Linked DNA regions of Mus musculus: all the other regions are linked to region 1. The links are chromatin contacts, called in public Hi-C maps. All regions are on one chromosome and are shown on one strand. Each heading gives the region's core, a stretch centred on a gene start, on an enhancer-like site or on the middle of the called end of the contact. The rest is flanking DNA. Distances are from core to core; before and after follow the strand shown.

Region 1 (4,393 bases), core at 602-3,101:
TTAAAAAAAAAGCAAAATCATTGTTCTAATAAAAGTGCTAAAAGTATATATGTCCACATTCTTCTTGGTGACAACATACACTATAGTTACAAAGTACCAATGCAATGAGTAGATTGTTCTAAGTCCAGGATTGGTTCTTTACAACAGCAAGCTTTCATTAATTTTTTGTTTGTTTGTTTCTTGAAAGAACTAATGTCTTTCAAATCCTGATATGAACTTCAAGTAAAATTTTGGGATAATTTAATTAAAGTACACTGTAGAACTCCCCACCCAACCATTGCCCTGATTGTGGAAAATTGTCCATACTGTAGTTTCACAGCAAACATATCTGTGTTCTTTGTTAGAACCATGGCAAGAGCATCATAGAACCCCAAGTTATTTATCTCAAACACAGCCACCAAGTACCACCCCAAAACTTCCCCCAAAACTGTGCTTATTCACTTGGAGTTCTTTGTTCTTTCACTACTTGGATTTAATAGTCCATACAGTTCAAACCGAACAACTTTTTCAATTAGGCCCTAAAAAGAACTGTGTTTGACCAAAGAAGCAATTGGATTCAGCAAAAAACATTATAAAAAGCAACTGTCCTAAATTTATGGCCTAGATAATCCGTATAGTTTAGACAATTAGAAACCCTAAGTATATTTGCATAACGCCTACCCATGTACCCTGTATTTTAGTTTTGCATAAATTCTCTAATTAGTAACTATAACAATGACTCCCTGCATTTATTTAAACAAGCAAAACAAAAATATCCCCACTTGAAGAATTCTAAAAATCGAGACTCTCTTCTCTTGAGAAGCTGAGCAAAGTCGGCATCATTGTATGTAGACTAATTCTGGGATTATCCAAGCACACAGTCTGCCATGAAGAAATCCCTAGAGAAGCTGGTTTTTGACTCACTACTGCTAGCTCCACTCTAAAGTGCATTCACTGAAAAGATAAGTGTCTCACATTTGAACTCTGCTATCTCTAAGCATTGAAGTTAGAACAACAATGAATCAAGGAATACCTCTGAACAAACTTTGACAATCAAACGGGTCATAGGTAGTTTTATACTACTGAAAGACACAGTCTTCTGTAAGGAAAAATGAACATGTGTTTTAAGACACAGTTCATAGCTGTAATTCTGCCACTAATTACCTGAATGTTCTTAAGTGGCTTCATCTCACTGTCTCAGATAATTTGACTGTATCATAAGGAATTTTTATCTGTATAGACCTTTTAGCTCCAAAATAAATCATCAGACTGTCTTCCTTCATGCTAGAGAAAAAAAAAAATACTATTTGTCCCAGTATCTCTGTAAGCTAAGATTACCATTAAGAGCTCAAACCTAGATTATTTTTTGTATGTAACTAGATAAATTACACACAGCACAAGTTCAAATCCTCTTTTATTGACTAAGTATGTCAAATTGTTCCAAATGAGACTAAATGCAACACTGTACTTACCTTTTGTGGCATCCACTACTCCTTGTCAACTGTATAGAAAGCCCCTTTAGCAAGCAGTGAGTTGCATCACATCCTTCATACTGCTATTGTAACAGTGGAAGCTGATCACATTATACTTCACTTTGAACTCTGGCTAGACTGAAAGACAATCACATTTCTTCCCTCTGTAACAATCCTGAGATGGGAAACCAAAGACCATTTTATTCAAAACACGGCCTTCACATCTGCCCCAGTCCAGATCTTTCTTTCTCCACCAATCCTCCCAAACAGAACCACAAAGTTACAGGTGCTGGGCTAGAACTTACCCTGATGCTGAGCTGGGATAGAGTCTTGTATATTTGCAAAGAGATGAGAGTAAAAAGGTACAACTCTGGGCAGCAAGCACATATCCTGCTGATAACTGAAAGAAAAATAATGTTGAAAGAGGAAGTAGAGCACATTAATGTCTCACCACAGAAACCTTGCTTGCACAGAACGTAGGTAAGTCCCTTGAGCAGATGACGTTAATCAAGTGTGATTTCTTCTTTATTTCGTTTGTGCTGTACAAACAGCTAATACGTCCTTGTCTTCTTAACTGTTACCTACCTTATTTCCTTCTACCACAACTCGAATGTTTTTCTTACTAAATCCAGTAGGTTTGGGGCCAAGATAAGACTTCTAAGCCAAATATAAAGAAAATTTACCTAAGACCTGGGAAGCTGCTGCTCTTTGAATTTTGGGAGGCAAACTTCAAAATACATATCAAAACTAACAATGGGACTCTCTCAGTTTAAACTTTCCACTCAATCTAGATCATCCTCATCTCTATCAGTCCATTTCTAGATTCACATTTTAATGTGTACTTAACTTGTTTTGTTTATTTATTGTGCCTTTGCTATACTGAAAACTACATCATACTGAGAGCAAAGGCTATGTCTAGATTATTTTTGTACTGTACATAAAGTATTTTCACAAATGTTTAAGTGAAAAGTGTGCAAGTGGGTGAATAAATGAATTCTCAAGGAATGTACATGTAAGTAAAAGAAAAGTGTGATTGATCACAGATCTGCCTCTAGTGTAATAGGAGTCTTCACAATGATTCTTCACAATGTCTATGGAATTGTCAGAAATACGCAAGTAAATACTACACACATAGAAACAACACTTTCAGCTAAGTTTCAGAAAAAAATCTCAGAAACAAGGCTTACTTACAAAGTAGTACAAACCTCTACAGGCATGTGAAAGAACCACACTTAGACTTTGCAGCCTGCAGCTGCAACAAACTTTCTGGGTAATAACCATAGTAAGGAAGAAAAACATAAATACTTGTGGGTTAGGTCAAAGAGTAGCATTTTGATTCACAGATAAGACTGGTGAAAGAAGGAAATAGTAGACCACGTTTTTGTAGGAGGGCAACCTGGAACTGCAACAGCTCATTTTGCAACGAATGCATCTTAGAAAAGCAGAACCGTTAGAGATCTAGGTGGAGCTAGGCCCAGCACTCAGGGATGTCCAATAAAAAGTCACAGGGGCGTTGAGGGATGGAAAAGAAATGATTTTAGCATTAGAAACTAAGAGTCTGGGCTGATTGATGATAGGACCATGACTTGTGAGGATTGGCAACAAAATAGGGTATTCTTCCTGGCTGAACTATGTAATGAAACAAGCTTGACCTTGCAGTCCTCTTCTTAATTCGGATTGCATAGATTTATCCAGCTCCAATCTGTTGTTAATTTCGTTTTTTGATTTGGCATCCTTACTGAAAAGAGACTAAGCTGACAGGCCAACACACATCTCAGTCCATTTGGCAGTTCTTTTCTGTACTATAAATTATTAAATTGGCGTCCTGTTGCAAATCTGTCCCTTGCGAGTATGAGCATTGTGAGCCAGTTTTCTAAGGTATTATCCTTCTCTGAAAAATACATATGTACTTCAAGATCTGCTGAACTTTGAGGCCAAAGCCTGGGATAGAAGGAGAAAGAAATCCTTTCCTGACAAGTGACCAGTGTCACCACATACCACATTCATTTCGCAGACAATTTCTTAATGTTGCTAGAAGAAAAGCGTGGTTACTTACCCCACCTCTCTCTTGTATTCAAGTAGCCTTGCCTATCATCATCTCTAACAAGGAAAGGAACAGATGAGAAGTTAGTGACCCAGATCAGGCAAGGAAAAAAAATTAAATTCAGGAAATATGTAGGTCGTCTACAAGGAACAAATCTGTAGACAAACAAAAAGAGCTAACTTAACAAGCATCCCTAACTTACTAGTTGCTGAGTTCAGTTGCTGGTCTGTGTGTCAATATCCCAGCCATAATAATCTAAATTTAGGGCAGTTGTCACATCAACTTGGATGCTTCCTTTTTTCTTGGTTACTGCATCATATATATTTCCTACACTGGGAAAAGTTTACAATTACACTTTAAATGTTATTAGGTGCTCTAAAAGTAATCTTTAATAAGTTTACAATTACACTTTAAATGTTATTAGGTGCTCTAAAAGTAATCTTTAATAAGTAATAATAACCATTATTGAGAATATTATTCATTAACATATAATTTATTTTTAAGGGAATCTATCTGAAATTAGAATCTGGAAATTCTCAATTTTTCTTAAACAACCAGAATAATTTAATTATTATGGCTATAGATATTCCTCTTTTTCAGAGTCTACTAAAAAACAGAGCCAGTTTCAACTCTACTGATAGTGAAAGGGATTTTTATAGTATGTCCTTTTAGATTAATGACTTTTATGACTCAATTATTATGTCTTTGCCTAACTTTCTATGTTTTACATTTGTTTGGAGTAATATGCTATAGTATGAACCCCTTTGAACTAACATCAATATTTCCTCAACTACTGAGTAAAAACTATAATATAAAAGTGAATTTTGACCTCAAATATTTTTTAATTAGAACCAGTCAACACAAACTCTTGGATAAACCATTTCCTAAACGCTCTGAT
Region 2 (4,661 bases), core at 274-2,773, 330 kb before region 1:
CCCAGTACTAGATCAGGTTCACCTCTCCCTTCCCCCCATCCAGTTTCCCTCCCAGGTCTCCCCCTCCCTCCCCACTTGTGAATGCTTTCTTCTCCCTCCCAAGTGGGACTGAGGCATCCTCACTTGGGCCCTTCAGCTTGTTGACCCTTTTGAGTTCTGTGGACTGTATCTTAGGTCTTCTTCTTCTTCTTCTTCTTCTTCTTCTTCTTCTTCTTCTTCTTCTTCTTCTTCTTCTTCTTCTTCTTCTTCTTCGGCTAATATCCACTTATTAGTGAGTAGATACAGTGTATGTCCTTTTGGGTCTGAGTTACCTCAGTCAGGATATTTCCTAGTTCCATCCATTTGCCTGCACAAGCGTCAATTAAACTTGGCATCTAATAATTTGATTATGATGACAAAGTAAGTGTAAGCCATAATTAGAGTGATGAGCAAATATATTCCATTTGTTACCAAAACTAAAGATTTTAACTTTTGAGTAACTATCTGATAGTGTTCATGGGTTCCAAACAGTTAATTGTCTTTTTCTCTGGATGATTCTTATTTTTAAAAACATGTCCACCAAGGTTTATCAATAATTTTAAAATTTATAGGCATTTTTTATAATTCATATTCAAAGAAATTTTTATTTAAAGATAATTTCTATCCAAGGCAAATGGTAAATGCAGATATGAATACAAATGAAATTGGCTACAAGTTGAAAACTCTAGCTTCCTGAACTATAGGAAGGGTAAAGAGGAACAAATCAAAACAAAAATAATTGGTTTATCTGGGCAGTATTGTTAAACAATGAGTGAGAACTGTGAGTATATTATCTTATATATAAATGTCAATTTAGCATAAAATTGAAACAGTGAAAGAATGCAATTTCTATTAAAGATCATTAGCATATACTTTATTTCGCAGCAGGGAGGAAAGTAAAGCAAAAGTAAAGTAAAATCCAATGTGATATGGGAATGTTAATTTATATAAATTTTCCATTTAGAGTAATTATTAGGCATAAGTGAGCAAATATTACTTTTGTACTTCCTGCTCCATTGTGCCCTGATCCAGAAGTGTGACAATTCGTCAGTATGGTACACATGAAGGTAAGACCTCTCAATGGTCTTCCAATTCATTTACTTAAAGCTTGATCATAATATATATGAAATTATCATTGCTTTGTGGAATTTAATCTACTCAACGATCCAATTTGTTCTATAAAATATAATAGACATAAAGTTAAGTCACATTGGATTTGTTTGAAATATACCTGTCAGAGCATTAGTCAAATACAGCACTACTCTTTGTAATTAAAAGTAAAATCTTTGACAGGTTGACTTTGAAGTTAGTCACATTCACAGCTCTTTCTTAGATACTTGCTTTCTTTTGATTTTACACATTGCATTTGCTTTTGTTCTGTTATCTACCACTATCTCTGTACAGAAAACTGTAAAACCGGAGGACAGATTTAAGATATATTTCAAGTATACCTACTGCATACCAAATTAGCATCAAGTTTTCTCAAGTTTCCAGGTGTCTTAGCCAGCCACGCATGTAAGTCATTTCCTCTTAAGATTTTCATTGAATGTTCTCACTACTTCCTGTACACAACCCACAACTAAAAAAGAAAAATCAAAAAAACATAGAAACATACATATGCATCATCATGTCACAAAACATACTCTGTATTGAAATTTTATACAACACCTATCTACAATTCAACAAATTATTTTGAAAAGTAACATGAAGTTCTATGAATTTACAAATTCCAGTTTTTGGTCAGTCTGAATTTTAGGCCAAATATATGCTCAAATTGAGTATGTGCATATATTCAAATGTATTCACATACATTTGTTAATTATCTTACACCACCAACAAACACATCAAATATACATAAATAGTAAAACCATTGAAATCTACATATTTTATCAACCATCTAAAAAAATACCAACTTAGGGATTAGTGCTGAAATTAGACTATGTGAACTTGACAGCAACTCTCGTCTGTGATGCATTTCTCCTAGATAACGACCCACTTAGAGACGAAATAGCCTCTTCTACCTCCCCATTCTATCCTTTAAAACATCCTTTATTTTTTATCATATTAACATAAAAACTGACTCAGTATTATGCAATTGTTTGGGACTTGCTGGGTGTTGTTGTTTCTTTAAAGTAAGCCTCATGACATAGGCTTGTACTATATCTTTCTTTAAAGCATTTGGAGAACAATAAAAGTCATTTAATATAATACTCTCTTTAACTGTGTGTGTGTGTGTGTGTGTGTGTGTGTGTGCGCTCACACACATGTGAGTGTGGAAAACAAAGGACAACTTCAGGTATTAGTATTCAGATGATGTCCATCTTTTTGCTTGAGGGAGGATCACATATGAACTGGGCTTTTGCTATTTTGTCCAGGATTGCTGGCCCTGTAATTCCCAAATTAAGAGGCATGTATGTATGTATGGCTTCTACATATGTACATACATCTGTAAAGTCCAAACTCATATCTTCATATTTAAGAAGTAAATGCACTACCTATTGAGCCTCCTTCCTAGAACTCCTGCACAATTTTTAACTTTCAATTGTTGGGAAACAAAAGAAATAAACCTAAAAAGTCACTAATGGTTTTCTAAAATTGAGTGACAGAGAAATTCATGGAGTCTCACTCTCCTCATAAAAAGTATAATAGGTTTCACAAAAGTAGATATGTAGTATCTGAATAAGTTGACTATATCCAGCAGAGGGAAAAAAAAAGGTCAGTTAATTCTTGGTTCTTGTCCTTTCCATTTTGTGATTCAATTGCTTCTCTTGGAATCAAATCAAGGAATAATATTTGTATTCCAATGTTCCTGTGGCTAAGTCTACCCAAAGGAATGTAGAGAACTGAAGACTCTCTAGATAATTGGAAACAGTCTTGTTACTGTAAGACCACATAACCTTTTTCATCACTATAGGGCTAATATTTGCCCTTATCACATGAAATTGCAAATAAGTGACTTGAGTACTCCCTCTCTAGTATATACTCCCATGAAAAATGAATATTTTGCTATAATTTTGCTCGCATCATCTCTATAGCAACAGGCTACTGGATATAGCTCATTTTTTATTTTTTTACCTATTAATTTTAAATACTTGGAAATTAATTTTAACATTTCATATTAAAATAAAAAGTACAGAAATGTCTTTGATATTTCTGTATTCAATGTATATAGACTCATGACAGACTGCATACACTTTATACGTCCAAATGAATCATAGTTCTTCTCCATAATTACTCTTGGGTACCGTATTATATATTTTTGGAGTACACATTCTTCTGGGATTGCCTGAGTAAAACATATCTGATGTGATCTGATCTGTAGGTCAAATGCTCAAACATAGTACAGACAACTCTAAATACATAACAGTTAATCAGGGATATGATGAGTGAATAAGAAGGACAGTCAAACTTGCTGATCATAGTCAAAGGCAAATGCTATTATAAACAAATGAACTCATTGCCTTACATGAGTCTGAGTATATACTCAAGACTAGGTAGCCAGAAATTCATGGCATCACTGTGAGCAGAGGTAATGTGGATGAAAGGAGAGACTATGAATGCGCACACGCACACACACACACGCACATACACACACACACACATACCAGTTAATGTGTTTTCTGAAACAATTCTAAAATCTACTTCCTGTCTACCAGTGTGGATGATGGTGTGGCTTAAAGAAATAATGCAGATCTGTAGTTGTTTCCACACCCAGAAGAGGAATGGAGGATTTGTTTTATTCATTTCTACTGCATCTGCTTTGCCGTGAGAGTTATACAATATGCTGTACAATATTTCTGCTAAAAAAAACTAGCATCGCATGCCTTTGAAATGTTGTTTTATATTTTGTTCACATACAATAACATTTAGCTCTTAATGGGTTATAACTTGGTGACTTTTAGTCTATTCAAGTGGTTATGCATCTATTACCACTTTCTAATCCCAGAATATATTCATCTTCCTTAAAGGAAATGCCACATTACACAGCAGTTAATCGCCATCATTCCTTCACTTCTGCTTTCGATACTCATTATTCTACTTTTTAATTCTATTTGCCTTATTCTTTATATTTATATTACTCATGATGCTATCACATATAAGGTGGGATCAATTGTTACCTTATAATACAGTTTCATCTCACATTGTAGCCTGTGGAAATATTCCATTCTTTTTGGGGGGAGCTAAACAGTCTTCTTTTTATGTATATTCAAATACAATGTACCACATTTTGTTTATTTACTTCTCAGGTTATGGACATGTGAGTTAGTTCTAACCTTTGACTATGTTTATGAATAAAGTTGCTATGACTATTTGTGTATAAGCTTTTATATTCCAGTGACATTTTGATAGTATATTGTTGAAAATAAAAAGTTTAAATACATGGTAATTTTTCACTTAAAAAGATCCTTAATATCAATTGTATCCCTTGATATGGGAAGCAATGCTGTTACTATACAAGATGAAAAAATACTAAGACGCCTACCAAAAGTTTCATTGCGGGGTGTTTAAAACATGGATAGATAAAACTATGGCTCCCTATTTTTTTCTCACTTGAAACATCCAACCATCAATCCCAAATACTATATATATATATATATATATATATATATATATATATATATATTCTATTGATATTTTCCTTA
Region 3 (4,471 bases), core at 1,302-3,801, 490 kb after region 1:
CAAGGAAACAGTATCTTCCCGACACAAGGCTGTCATAAATATGAACTCAGAGAGACTGTGGTAGCATGCACAGGGCCTGCACAGGCCCAAGCCAGGAAGAGTCCCAGAAGCTACCTCCAATTAAAAGGACTCACACAGGAAAAAAGGTTTTATTTTTTTCCCAATGGTGTTTCACTGAATATACAAACCACACTTACGGCCAGGCTCCATGCCCAATGCTAGATTGTCAACACAAAACGAATGCAAAGATAATTTTGTTTATTATTTTTGTCTCACATTGCTTTGTTTGGATATTTTGGTTTTGGTTTGGTTTTTATATTATTGATCTCTTGCTTGTATTGTTCCTGATTTTGAGTGATTTTATTGTGTGCGTGTGCATGCGTGTGTGCATGTAAAGAAGTGTGTAAAGATATATTTTTATTTTTATTTTCATCACATATGTGTGTGTATCATTTCTCATGTTCTTTCTTTGTTTCTTTTTTTCTCAATTGTTATTTTGTTTGTCTGTTTGATCCTGGCTTTTGTATTTGCCTGCATGTTTTCTTAAGAGAGAGAAAGAAGCAATAGAGTGGGAGATACAGGGAGTAGGAGAAGATTTGGGAGATTAGGAAAGAGAAAACTGTTATCAGAATATATTGCATGAAAACAACTTTATTTACAATTAAAAAAGAAAATGATAAAAAGTAAACCTACAAAAGACAGTTTAGCCGAAATACATCTTGTGAGAGCTTCTTCTGTGGTCTACGTTCTTATCTGCAGTATGAGAAAGCTGAACAGTATTACTTATTAAACAATCTAAACAAAGCAATGGGATAACACCTGGAGAAAGCAATAATAAAACAGGAATGTCATATCCATTTCAGCTAAAATTAAATTTTAAACAAGATCATTTTCCAGGCCCCTTCAGCTCTGCATCTGTATACTCTCCATAGAAGATCTTTTGGCCTAGAGTGGGTATGTGAATACTACATGACTGAAAACCCCTTAACTTTCTACCTAGTGGTGTTTTACTAACACAGATTCATCATCTAATATATATGTGAAGACCCATTTTCCAGCGCTCTCCTTACTTGATCTTCTCTACCACACTTTTTAAAATGTCAGAACTGAAAAGCATCTAGGAAAGTGAGGAGAGGGAAGCAGGGAGGTAACAGTAGAGAGGTGTCAGTCTACCCTGTTAACATCTTCTGAAAATGTAAGGCGATAGCTGCAACGAAACTGGATGGAGAAGAAAGGATGGCGAGAGAAGGAAAGGAGAAATGGAATGCAGTCAGTTCCAGAAAACACAGTAAGATTGGAGCAGCTAATAGAAAGTGAAGCCCTGTCAGAGCTGATGGAAAGCCTGTTCTTCCCATCACTCAGGAACAGAGACACAACTAAAGAAATAAAGAAGTCAGAGGGGGGGGGCACCCCCTCGATGCTACACCAACAGTGGTGCTATCTTTTCTTTTTTTTAAGATTTATTTATTATTTATTATATGTAAGTACACTGTAGCTGTCTTCAGACACACCAGAAGAGGGCATCAGATCTCATTACAGATGGTTGTGAGCCACCATGTGGTTGCTGGGATTTGAACTCTGGACCTTTGGAAGAGCAGTCGGGTGCTCTTACCCACTGAGCCATCTCACCAGCCCCAAGTGGTGCTATCTTAAAGCACTTTTCTTCAGTATCTAAAAAAAAATACCCCTTCTGCCATAACTCAAACTCCTTGAAAACAACACATACTGGAGGGGAAGTAAAACTTTATACTCTGTATCTCTTATAAACTCAATTCCATTGAATAAATACTGGCTAAAATAGCAATAAAATTCCCAAGATAGGATTAAAGTCTGCTCTTGAATCCAAATGTTTGCTTCCCTTTTAAATGTTCTTGGACGACCTTTTCTCCCAAGCATCATCATTACCACTGCATCCAAGGATTCCGTGGAAGAGGATAAAGAGTGACTGTAAAGTCATTAGGCTGCCTAAAGATGGAAAATTTGAGAAATTTCTTTCTTGTAGCCCATAACTGGCCAGAAAGCCACTGTTATAAGGACATTTACAAGTCCTTCCAACTAGTTATTAATAATAAGGCTACGTTTACACAATGTGTGTGTGTGTGTGTGTGTGTGTGTGTGTGTGTATCCCAACACAGGACTTTCATAGTAAAATTCAAAGTAGTTCATTCACCCAGTTTACTTCAAAATCTTATCAATTTGTCTTCAACATCAAATCACACCTCAGGTTCTAATTAGCACACTCTAGATTGGCATGTCCTTTTCCTCCTAGGATATGAGACAATCAAAAAGAAAAATGCTTTTCAAAATTCTTATAGAATCACAAATTTCATGAAGGAGGGGGACACACACACATACAGCCTGTGAAGGAGAGAGGATATATGGAAGGAGAGAGGTAAAGAGGAAGTATATCTTAAGATCAAGTTTCACATAATGCCAGATATATTAGCATATACTGGTAGGATTATCTTTTCCCCGCCTACAAATAGCCTAAGCACCCTCCAGTCATAAAAATCAGAGAGAAGTAAGCTGAACAGCAGACACTCCTCCTTACTTCCCACCTCAGAGCAGCTGCATGACTTCCTGAGGATTCTATTGCAGTAGCCAGAGATAAACACTCATTTGTGCATATTACGTGCAAGTCTCCAGTTTCTATTCTTCTTCCCTCTCCGCTCTTTCCCTTCCCCCACTTTAAACCAGGGAAGCCAAACTCTGGCGGGGTTGAAGCGGCTTGAGAAGTACTAAGAAACAGGAAGAAGAGTCGAGGTCTATTGGCTAGCAAATGTGCCATGGCCTGACCTCTCTCCTCTGGAAAAGAAACATTCCTAAAGAGCAGGAGCCCTGTGAATGGAGTGGACCATCCCGAATATCCAGACTTATTTGCAGCTCACCATCCAGGGTTAGCTCACCAGGAGACTAGCAGGTTGGAATTTCTGAAGATTTGGATCTTGCTTCAGGGAGCAAAAGGACCTTAAACTGTGAAGCTTGGAATCAGCAGGTAAGAAAATTGGGTTGGTTGGAGCAAAGTTGAACTGATGGCAGATTCTACCAAATGCCTCAGAGATTGTGGATAACTGCCCTGCCTTATCTGCCTTGAATTAAGCTGCTAATCTGAACATCTGCATTCTTTCGGCTTTGGTTCTTGGCCAGAGCTCTGATCGTCTAATCAGCCTGTCAGCAAGTGTAGCTCACTGCCTCTGTTGCACGCTCAAAATGGCAAACTGTTGAGGTGGCATTCCTCAAGCCTCCAGCACCTTTACGACTCAGCCAGAAGTGCAAAATCGGCCTCAAGCTCCCATCTTAAGGCTACCCTGGAGCTTCTGTAATGCAGATTTAAATGTGGAAAGAATGTGTTCAGCGGCTGCTGCTGCACGTAAACCAACCAGTTGGGGGCTGACCTAGACTTTTCACGAGGCACTTTCATGCTTTGTTTTCTTCTTACTTAATTCACTTTACATCCTGCTCAAAGTTTCACACTTTTCACCTTCTTTGCATCCTATAATTGAGACAGGATGTCCCTCTTTCCCCCACTCCTTCATTCTCATCATAGTTCTCATTCTACCCTCCCCCAGGCCCCTCTCTTAGGTAAAGAGAAAAGTGACTCAGACAGGTTAAGGAATTTCCTTGCAACACACCACGCTGCTAGAAACTGGCCATTTGACTCAAGACTACAGAAAGAAAGCCCTATCAACTTACAGACAACTAGTAGAAATACCTATGACCTACTTTGTAACTTAGGGCTAAACTCACTAGGTTAACATTAGACTAAGAAGTCATACAATTTAATCAACCACATGGGACAAGAACGTTTTTTTGTCTTCTTAGCTATTTTCAATGGTATGCAAATAGACTGGCAGGCACTACCTTTTTAAATTCAGTGGTTCTAAATCCCTGTCTCTGCAATTGTTTTGAAATCAAGGAGATCAAACTACCATATAGTTAGAGGGCATCTAACTTGGATCTGTTTGTATACTGCTTTAAGAATGATAGCAAACATTTTATAAAGATTTATAAAGTATTATTACCAGAGTATATTTTAGATAAAATTTGTGTCTAGATAATTTTAAATTTATCATATCTGTGGCATCAAGTTTAAGTCACTGAAAAATTATTTCCTGTCATAATTTTACAATTAGTACCCCAATTGTGACTAAAGTTTACCTCTGTCTACATAGTAGATAAACATAATCAAAATATTATGTTTACATCTATCTCTTTTAATAATACTGCTCCTCGTTCTCTGAAAAATCCTAATTATGTTGGGCATTCGAGTCCTACAAAAAATAATCTAGACCATGATCCGATCAATTAAAACAAAAAAATGTCACAGGCTGGAGTAAGGCTGAGCTAGCCCTGTCAGAGTCTTCCTGATTTACTGTTAGCCTTTTTCACTTCCCATTACCTGTCCCCTCCTAACTTGAATCAAACCTGATGCATTTATAAACTCTATCAGAGAAGAATGATTCTTCTATGG

Evidence for each region. A called contact is a pair of places that touch in the nucleus more often than the background predicts.
Region 2: a contact with region 1 is called in a Hi-C map of CD4 T cells, with 6 times the contacts expected there. The contact joins the enhancer-like site here to the promoter of P2ry10 in region 1. A contact is called at or near these places in 9 of 39 promoter capture datasets (the C10 cell line, cranial neural crest, embryonic stem cells and 3 more), 2 of 484 Hi-C or Micro-C datasets (both in CD4 T cells) and 3 of 9 other capture datasets (adipose tissue, liver and macrophages).
Region 3: a contact with region 1 is called in a Hi-C map of Th2 cells, with 3 times the contacts expected there. The contact joins the promoter of Cysltr1 here to the promoter of P2ry10 in region 1. A contact is called at or near these places in 2 of 39 promoter capture datasets (the C10 cell line and hippocampal neurons) and 1 of 484 Hi-C or Micro-C datasets (Th2 cells).

The regions. Positions count from the first base shown.
Region 1 is chrX:107,086,791-107,091,183 of GRCm38.p6, reverse strand. It overlaps P2ry10 (purinergic receptor P2Y, G-protein coupled 10), which reads right to left and starts at 1,851. Exons shown (of 3, transcript NM_172435.4): 1 at 1,757-1,851; 2 at 1,452-1,626.
Region 2 is chrX:107,418,338-107,422,998 of GRCm38.p6, reverse strand. No RefSeq gene overlaps it. Among named protein-coding and RNA genes, the nearest start is that of Itm2a, 17 kb to the right of the region's middle. Within about 2 kb of position 1,523, at least 11 of the 459 cell types and tissues checked have an H3K27ac peak or open chromatin away from gene starts, as enhancers often do.
Region 3 is chrX:106,601,759-106,606,229 of GRCm38.p6, reverse strand. It overlaps Cysltr1 (cysteinyl leukotriene receptor 1), which reads left to right and starts at 2,551. Exons shown (of 4, transcript NM_021476.5): 1 at 2,551-2,995. The region is part of intron 1 of Gm5127 (predicted gene 5127); the gene reads right to left.